3 separate regions of the Zea mays genome follow, and all the other regions are linked to region 2. A link is a contact called in public Hi-C data. All regions are on one chromosome and are shown on one strand. The core of a region is the stretch at or near the end of the contact, and the rest is flanking DNA. Distances in the headings are between cores, read along the strand shown. Region 1 holds the start of LOC100501177. Region 2 holds the start of LOC100501328. Region 3 holds the start of LOC100191611.

Region 1 (2,871 bases), core at 207-2,706, 150 kb after region 2:
GTGGTGAGAGGCGATGGCGTGGGCTAGCACGGATAAGCTAGCTCACAAGTTAGGGTGAGGCTTTTAATATATAGTGTCCACCGTGTAGTTATTGCTAAGGTGGATCAAGTGAGATGTAGTGGTGACACCACTGCCCTGAGCTAGGTTTGCCCATTTGACAACGACGTAAAGGTATATCGTGGTCGTCGTGATATGGGTCTTCTTAGGCCGACAACCATTGATGTCGCTCATCCTAGTTTGGGCCTCTCGTGGCGAATGCTGGGCGAATGCTCATCCTTATATAAGAGAACCAGACACAAGGATGACCTTCTAGGTTGTCCACGTAAACAAAAAAAATTACAACGTGTGATTTGGTTTCTACGACTAATTTTTAGCTCTACATGTGAGTGCCCATGTCTAGAGACTCGTCCCCATTAGTCGTCGTCATCACTAACATCCTCACGTGCTCAGAGCACACATACTATACTAGTCTTAGATTAGGCCTCTCGTGATAAATGCTAGGCGATGACATGGGCGAGGAACATGGCGCATACGTGAAAAATGAGGTTGGTGGCATGTATGCAACGAGCAACTTCACAACATAGAGAGGCGATGTGGACTAGCGCAAATTTGAGGCGCGGATGAGAGGGATCTTGGTGACGGGAAGGGCGCATGACCTAGCGCGCGCTAGCACGCAGGTCAAACCCGACTTGGACAATACATTGGGTCGACGATTGAATTGACAGTTAAAAGGTTAGTGGACAACATTGTAGACAAATGCCAAGTTAAAGCTAGTAGTTCTATAACCTATATTGGGCGGGCGAATGAATCGACAGTTAATACAACCTATAATTAGGTTCTATTTGTCTTCCTGGATTGAGCTCGTCTGGCCTAATAGTGGCCCGATGGCCCGTCTTGCTAGCCAAGCTATCGGGAGGCCGATTAGACGACCCATGTTGTGTTTTCTGTGTTTGTGGGTATCTGAGATATATCGATCCCCCACAGGTTGTGGGTGTGAAAAAGTTGTTGTGGGTTGTCAGGTGTGAAAAAAATTGTTGTGTGTTATGTGATGTTAAAAAGCTAAAAATCAATTGGTGGAAACCACTAAAAGTTCTTCATATATCAAGTCTAGAGGTGATTTCAATTTTACACTGCAAGAAAATCGGCTTTTAGAAAAAGTTGCTTTCTAAATCCAACTATTTAATTTGGTTTTTTGGTTTTGAGACAGCAAAAACCAAACCAAACACACCTTTAAGGTTTGTATAATTACGCCTGGATTGAAGAAATTAAATCTATCTAATTAAAATTGAATAGAATGAGATTTAATTCACGTAACCGAACAATCGAACAATACCTTAGAGAGGTATGGAAGAACTTGCTATTTTTTTTTATTCTCAAAGTTATTTAGCATCTTATTTGGGATAGTGTGACTTTTATATAGCTCATGCTACCCGAAATCCTGTCCGAGCTAAAACACCTGGCTCCGACTCCGGCCCTAGTGCCCTACTTCCCGGTATCCTAAACCCTAGCCGACATGCGCCGCCCGCAGCGCCGCGTCGCGGCGAAGCAGACTCGCCTGCGGGAGGTCGACGAGATACGCCTCCTCAACGAATGGATCGACGCCGGCAAGCCCCTCCCGCGCACCAAACTTCTGCCCCCGTCGAAATCAGCTGGACCGGTTCCGACCGCCGGGGAGCACCCGGAGTACGGCGCGTGCACACTGTTCGACGAGCTGCCGCTGTCGCAGAAGACCAAGGACGGGCTGCGGAAGGCGGGGTTCACTGAGATGAGTGAGATCCAGCGCGCCGCTCTGCCCCACGCGCTGTGTGGCCGCGACATCCTCGGCGCGGCCAAGACCGGCTCCGGCAAGACCCTTGCCTTTGTCATCCCGGTAAATCTCTCGCTGCTGCTAATTTACTGTTAGGTTTGGGTATTGAGTTTGCGGGCTAGCACTGTGGGAGTGTGAATTCAATTGCGATCAGAGTTTCAATATTTAGTGCCAGGAACTGTGCGAATGGTGCCCTGTATTGGTTTTTGCCAGGAATTGTGCGAATGGTGCCCTGTACATAAGTGTTTGTTATACCTTGTGTCTAGCTCAATCATAATTCCATGTCAATTGTTACCCTACAAGAAGTATGGTTGATCATGACAGCTAAGATTCCTTATGAGCTTACCACCTTACATTTCATCTTTGCAGCTTATTGAGAAGCTGTATAGAGAGAGATGGGGTCCAGAGGATGGTGTGGGCTGCATTATTCTCTCCCCGACAAATGATTTGGCTGGGCAGATTTTTGAGGTGATCAAGAAAGTGGGGCAGTTCCATAACTTTAGTGGTGGCGTCATTGTTGGTAAGCGCAAGGGTATCGAGATAGAGAAGGAACGTGTGAACAGCTTGAATATCTTAGTGTGCACGCCAGGGCGGTTAGTCCAGCACTTCAACGAAACTGCCAATTTTGATTGTTCACAGCTCCAAGTATTCAAGCTTATCTTGTTCTATGATTGTAGTGAATTCTGTTTTTATTTTATTTTAACAATCTTATAAAGTACCACTGTTTCATTTTTCTCTCCTTATGGGAAAACAGCTGTTGGTGCTTGACGAGGCAGATCAAATTCTTGATCACGGATTCAGAAACCAGGTTGATGCTATCATTTCTCAGATTCCCAAAGTTAGACAAACTTTACTGTTTTCTGCTACACAAACGAAGTCAGTTAAGGACCTTGCAAGGGTTAGCTTAAGGGATCCTGAATATATAAGTGTGCACGAGGAGGCCAGAACAGCCACACCGGATACCCTTGAGCAGTATGCCATGATTGTACCTCTTGAGCAGAAGTTAAATATGCTCTGGAGCTTCATTAAAAGGCATCTAAATTCAAAGACGATAGTCTTCTTAT
Region 2 (2,740 bases), core at 8-2,507:
ATGCCTTAGTACCATGAAATCCATGATTACATTGAACAGAAAGGCCTTCTTTCAGCAATATGTTGGCATTGATCCCCCTGAGCACAGAGTAAATCAAACCAAGTGAACATGGATTTGGGCCATCTACTTGATCTTAATGCTTGGGAGACACATATAGAGACAATAAAATGCCCAGTATGGTGGAGTCCCAAGATTAAGAATGAAAGGTACCAATGCGGAGATCAAGAGATCATCTGAAACAGGCATACTTCATTCAGGTTCCTATAAGGGGGGATACAAAAACCTTATTTCGAAAGTCTATGGTTTCTGAAGCAAGCAGCAAATGTGTATCTGCCACGTGATATTTTTAAAGCCTACTCATATAACATGCGCAAAAATGTAGAATGCATTTATCACTGCCAGTTTCAGGCCCACATTTGACAGGTAATAATACATACAGTGTTCAGGGTAGCAATTAGTGCATAACGGATAAATTAAAAACAGCATCAATCTTTTCTTACTTCTTGTGTGAGAGGAACTCTATCGCGTGAAGCACCAAGGAGTACAAGTACTCCACCTTCCTACTGTATACTTGAACCGATCCTTGGAGTAGTAACGCCGCTGCAGACAAGAAAACACAAATTAACAGGACAACTGCTAGCTTGAAAAAGAAAATAACTTTGTTCTGATACGGTACTCTTCTCAAATTATCCTTAGAAAGGATAAACCTTGGGTGAGCTAAACAACTAAAAAGGAGTCATTCCTTCAACATTTATTCAAGCAAAGGTAGTAAAACCGCGCAAGATCAAGCAAGTCCCCATGTTCCCGCCTCCATCCGTAGTCAATCCACATAAAGTGTCAAAATTTCTAACCTCCCACTCCCAATTCCTAGCTCTCCAGACCCCTGAGATAGAATAGCCGCTGAAAAGAAGTACCGCACATTGACCGCAAGAAACCGCGGGCCTCCGCACCACCGTACCTTCGGCAAAGTTGACAGAATGGGACTCGTCCTCGCCGGAGACCTCCCCTGAACAGATCTTGAGCAGGTACTGCTCGAGGCTTTTGGCAACGTCCACCTCCCAATTTGACTCGGGGTCCCTATTCGCCTGCAGAATAGGGAACCTCCCGCCAGTCGAGCCTCCCTCCCCGCCGCCGCTGTCCATGCCTCCGTCCCAGGCTACTAGGCGCAAGAAAGCATCTTTTTGCGGGATTAGGGCTGGAAACCCGGTTCTAGAAGCTTCTGGAAATTGAGCGGGGGACGAGGGCGCGAGGAATCAGAGGTGCGAAGGGGAAGAGTCGAAGGGGAACAGTGAGGCTAGCGAGCTAGGGTTGGGTTTTGGGGATTTTTGGAATTCGGGGTTCTCCCGCTCGATGGATTTGGATTAGCGGGATTCGAGATTCGGAGGGGCCGTTGCGCAATTCGCAAGGAGTACTTTTTTATAGGGTACAGGTACAAAGATGTCACGCACACACCACACACGTGCATATACACACGTGCGGGCGGTCCAATACAGGACAGACCCAAGGGGAGAGCGGTAGGGGCTATGGTCCCTGTCAAGACTGTGACGCAGACAATATATATGTACTCTTTTCGGTGTAGTATTAGACATTTCGCATATTAAGTAATGAGTAATGGGGATAAATTTTTAGTCGTACTTATATTCTTGTTGACACCTTTTCGAAGGCGCCAATCACTCAAAAGAACCAGCGGCGGTGCTCTCTGGTCAGGCGCGGACGGTCCGTGGCTTGGGGCCGGACGGTCCGCGACCTGGCGCGACGTGGCGGTGCTCTCTGGTCAGACGCGGACGGTCCGCGGCACAGGGCCGGACGGTCCGCGACCTGGTGCAGGAGCTCGGGTTCCCTGCCTGACGGCCGGACGGTCCGCGCTCTAGGGTCGGACGGTCCGCGCGTGCGCAGGGGCGGCGGAAGATCGCCGGCGGCGCCTGGATCTCGCTCCCGGGAGGGACCCCGTCGGGGAGGAGAGATCCTAGGAGTTGTCTAGGCTCGGGCCGGCCGACCTAGACTCCTCTAATCGACGTAGAGTCGAGGAGAGGCAGAGAATTTGGGAATTGGAATACTAAACTAGGGCTAAACTAGAACTAGACTAGAACTACTCCTAATTGTGCTGAAAATAAATGCGAGATAGAAGTTGTATTGGTTCGATTGTTGGGGGTTCAATCGGCCGTAGCCCTTCATCTATATAAAGGAGGAGGTCTGGATCCGCTTCCAACTGATTTCCGAGTTAATCCCGTGGTTTTAGGTAACAAATCCCGCGAGAAACTAGGAACCCTAACTGACTCTGCGCACGCGCGGACCGTCCGCGCCACCACCGCGGACGGTCCGGACCGCGGACCGTCCGGCCTCCGGGCCGGACCGTCCGCACGGTCATTTTGGGTTCCAACATATGCCCCCTGCCTTTTGGTGAAGGTTGACGAACCAAAAGCATATGAACTAAACCTGATGTAAGTCACCGACTTTTCGATATGGAGATTATTCAATAAAGCACCAATATAAAGGTCGTTTCGGATTGTATCTTTCTCGGCCATGACCATTTGATCAATGGATCAAAAGGAATAGAATGGAGGTGCCCCCCAGTCTGGATAGACGAAGGGACTATACATGTACCATGGATTCATCATCGTGCCATTCCATGTTTGAACAGGATAATATACCGACGATGAGTAAATAGGTGGAAAGTACCCTGGTCTCATAGAATGAATAGGCGATGCTTGTTGTGTCGCCTTTCGGGCCGTTTTGTTTA
Region 3 (2,926 bases), core at 71-2,570, 190 kb after region 2:
AGTGCCCAGTCTGCTTGTTCCGTATAATTTTCACAGAGGCAATCTACAGTTACTTGAGAGTATTAGTCCAACAATAAATAATTTAACAAAAGAATTAGGATTCCATTAGAGAACAAGCAAAGTAGATCAACTAAAATACATCAAAACGGACTTATATATTATGTAATCGTACATTCAACTTCCAAATTTGCAAAATCAAATAGTATATATGAACTAGCAACAAGAATAACATGGAAACTATAGCACCTGCCTTACGAAACCTTGGTATAAGTTCATTGAAAATAAGTCAATGTGCTCACCTAAAGAATGACTTATTATCAGTTCATGAAGAGATGCTTGCTCATTATGCATGGCAGAGATAAGCATTAAAAGTTAACAACAGAAAAAAAACTGGCATCTGTGCCTACAGCTTACAATCATAGTCGTATGCATGTTTCTGGGCCTAAAACCTAACACGTTGGTTGAAATAGCATATAACCATGCAAGACATGGCGCCCCTTAGCTCCTATGAGAATAAACTAGACTAGATGATCTAATATACAATGCTATAACAGAAAGGGTACCCTAACAGAAAACATAATAAATAAACAGTATAGCACCTACAGCCGCGAGAATATCAAAACCAAATTAGCCAAACCAATCGTACAAGGGTCACTCTAAAATTCCCAATGTCACGGCTTTTAGGTAGGGGAGATAGAGAGAAGAATCACCTGCTGGGCCACAGGCGCGAAGGCGTTGTAGTGGAGATAGTTCTCGTCCATCCAGTACTGAAGATCTCCAATCCACAGGGTCCTGACCTCACCGCTTCCCGGCGTTGTCCCATACTGCGGTGGCTGCGCGTACTGCGGCGGCTGCGCGTACTGCTGCGGCGGAGGCGCGTACTGCGGCGGCGGAGGCGCGTACTGCGGCGGCGGAGCGGCGTACTGCTGCTGCGGCGGAGCGGCGTACTGCTGCTGCGGCGGAGGGGCGTACTGCTGCGGTGGTGGAGCGTACTGCTGCATCTGAGGCGGGTACTGCGGCGGCGGTGGAGCGTACTGTTGCTGCTGCGCCCACGGCTGTGGGGGACCCTGCTGGTAGTACTGAGGCGGTGGCCCCTGCTGCTGCTGCTGCTGCTGCTGGTAGTACGACGGCGGTGGCGCCTGCTGCTGCGAAGCCGTGGGAACCCCGGATCCCTGCGGAGGAGGCGGGCCGTGTTGCCCGTTCATCGGCGGTTGGTGCAGCGGCTGCATCGCTTCCCCGGCGAGGCAGAGAAACCCTAGGCGTGGAGACGAAAGCGAGAGAGGAGGGCTTTCGAATCTTTATGCGGTAAAAACGAGGCGGAGGCCGCGGAGCCCGGAGCGCGTGGGCGGGCCGGGGCTCATATGGGCCGGGCCGCCGCGTCAAAATCTTGGCTCCTGCAGCCCTCCGCCATTCGGTTCGTGGTAGCCCTCTCATGCGCGCAGCGCGCTTGACCAGATGTGACGTAAGATTTTTTGGTGGAAGCGTGTATAACCTTATACAGGGAGAGTAGTCTTTTTCTCCCTTTTTGTGTTGGTCACATAAGTATGTAAGTATGGAACCAAATCTAAACATATTATGAGTCCATAAACACATAGGTATAAAACAAAATGTAAGTATATTACGTTGTTTTCGATAGTTCATATCTGTTGTAGAGTGAATTGAGACTACAATATATATTAAGTAGCATTCAACCAGCGTGTATCAAGAGCTAGCAAAAATGTGTCTACAAGCGTTGTGTCAATATATACAGATTCACAGAGAGGGCAACCGTTAGTTTATATTTACATGGAAACATTCATGGTTCAAAACTGATGGTGCTTTTGATAGGCGCGCAAAAAATAAATACATGTGAACAAAAGAGAGGAAACTATTAGTTGTACTGAAAGTTGTTTTTGCAAATAGTTTGTTGATGTGTAATGACTACAAGAGTGAGTACAAGGGAGAGATGGAAGATATCATGTTGATTGTGTATAAGAATATATGTTATGTATCACAAAGGATTGCACATGGTGTTATACCTTCATTTATCATATGACTGTCTATAGCAGCTTCTCTTTTTGGGATCTACCGGATCTGGTATGACTTTGCTAGTCTGGCTATGTTTTATCCTGTATATACCTTGTTGTATTAGTATGAAATATAAGATTTAGCGTTAAAATAAAGTGCCACCTATACATTATCTCATATACACAAAATCTGTTAGAACCACACACGACCAGAATGTCCTACAATCCATTTCAAAAAGGGGAGTGCATGTGTTACCGATGAAATCCCAATGATGATTTTGGTTAGGAGATCAGATCTACATTATCTTCTCGCTCTTAAGTCCGAAGCCAAGACATTGTCTATAATTTAATTCGAGCATAGAGGTTCCTTTTAAACTCATTTTTAGTCTTTTGACTAAAATCAAGTGTAATATCTGTTTTACCAGTTCAATGTCTGGAACAATATGTTCATTGTGACATTAAATTCATTTATTGTGAATATTTTTATGTGGAGGGTCTATTAAGACTATTAAGTATCCCTTAGTCACTGAATCAATATCTTTAAATATAGTTGGGTACCGTCGCAATACACGGATATTAGAACAAAATTATACATAACTTTTTTGACACGGCATAAGCTGCGATGTAGTAAATTAATCCTGGGTCCACCCCCACTAGTTGAAACACCGGCCGGCGTCTTTTAATTCCTTCCAAACTGAGCGTTTCTTTGAGGTCCCGCCGTCGGGCTTCTCAGTTCAAATGGCACCGCATTTGTAAAAGACGTCCAAATAATCAAGCGTTTTGTTATTTTAATTAAGCCCCGTAGGTCTAAGATAGTGTGCTTGAACGAGTTGCGAATGCGAATGTGAGACACGAGCTATGCACTTTGGTTCTCCGATTGAGACGCATGTTTAGAACATGCTGCGGTCAAGCGTTTTATC

What was found. A called contact is a pair of places that touch in the nucleus more often than the background predicts.
Region 1: a contact with region 2 is called in a Hi-C map of ear, with 3 times the contacts expected there. The contact joins the promoter of LOC100501177 here to the promoter of LOC100501328 in region 2. A contact is called at or near these places in 8 of 25 Hi-C or Micro-C datasets (ear, endosperm, leaf and 2 more) and 1 of 3 datasets of contacts at active chromatin or transcription factors (leaf).
Region 3: a contact with region 2 is called in a Hi-C map of tassel, with 4 times the contacts expected there. The contact joins the promoter of LOC100191611 here to the promoter of LOC100501328 in region 2. A contact is called at or near these places in 4 of 25 Hi-C or Micro-C datasets (ear, endosperm, leaf and 1 more).

What each region holds. Positions count from the first base shown.
Region 1 is chr2:209,921,833-209,924,703 of Zm-B73-REFERENCE-NAM-5.0, reverse strand. It overlaps LOC100501177, which reads left to right and starts at 1,456. Exons shown (of 8, transcript NM_001362588.1): 1 at 1,456-1,870; 2 at 2,177-2,452; 3 at 2,562-2,871. The coding sequence starts at 1,514.
Region 2 is chr2:210,076,020-210,078,759 of Zm-B73-REFERENCE-NAM-5.0, reverse strand. It overlaps LOC100501328, which reads right to left and starts at 1,257. Exons shown (of 11, transcript NM_001362596.1): 1 at 959-1,257; 2 at 501-600. The coding sequence starts at 1,142.
Region 3 is chr2:209,885,767-209,888,692 of Zm-B73-REFERENCE-NAM-5.0, reverse strand. LOC100191611 reads right to left here and starts at 1,320. Exons shown (of 7, transcript NM_001357843.2): 1 at 711-1,320; 2 at 1-43. The coding sequence starts at 1,229. It also overlaps the pseudogene LOC111590978.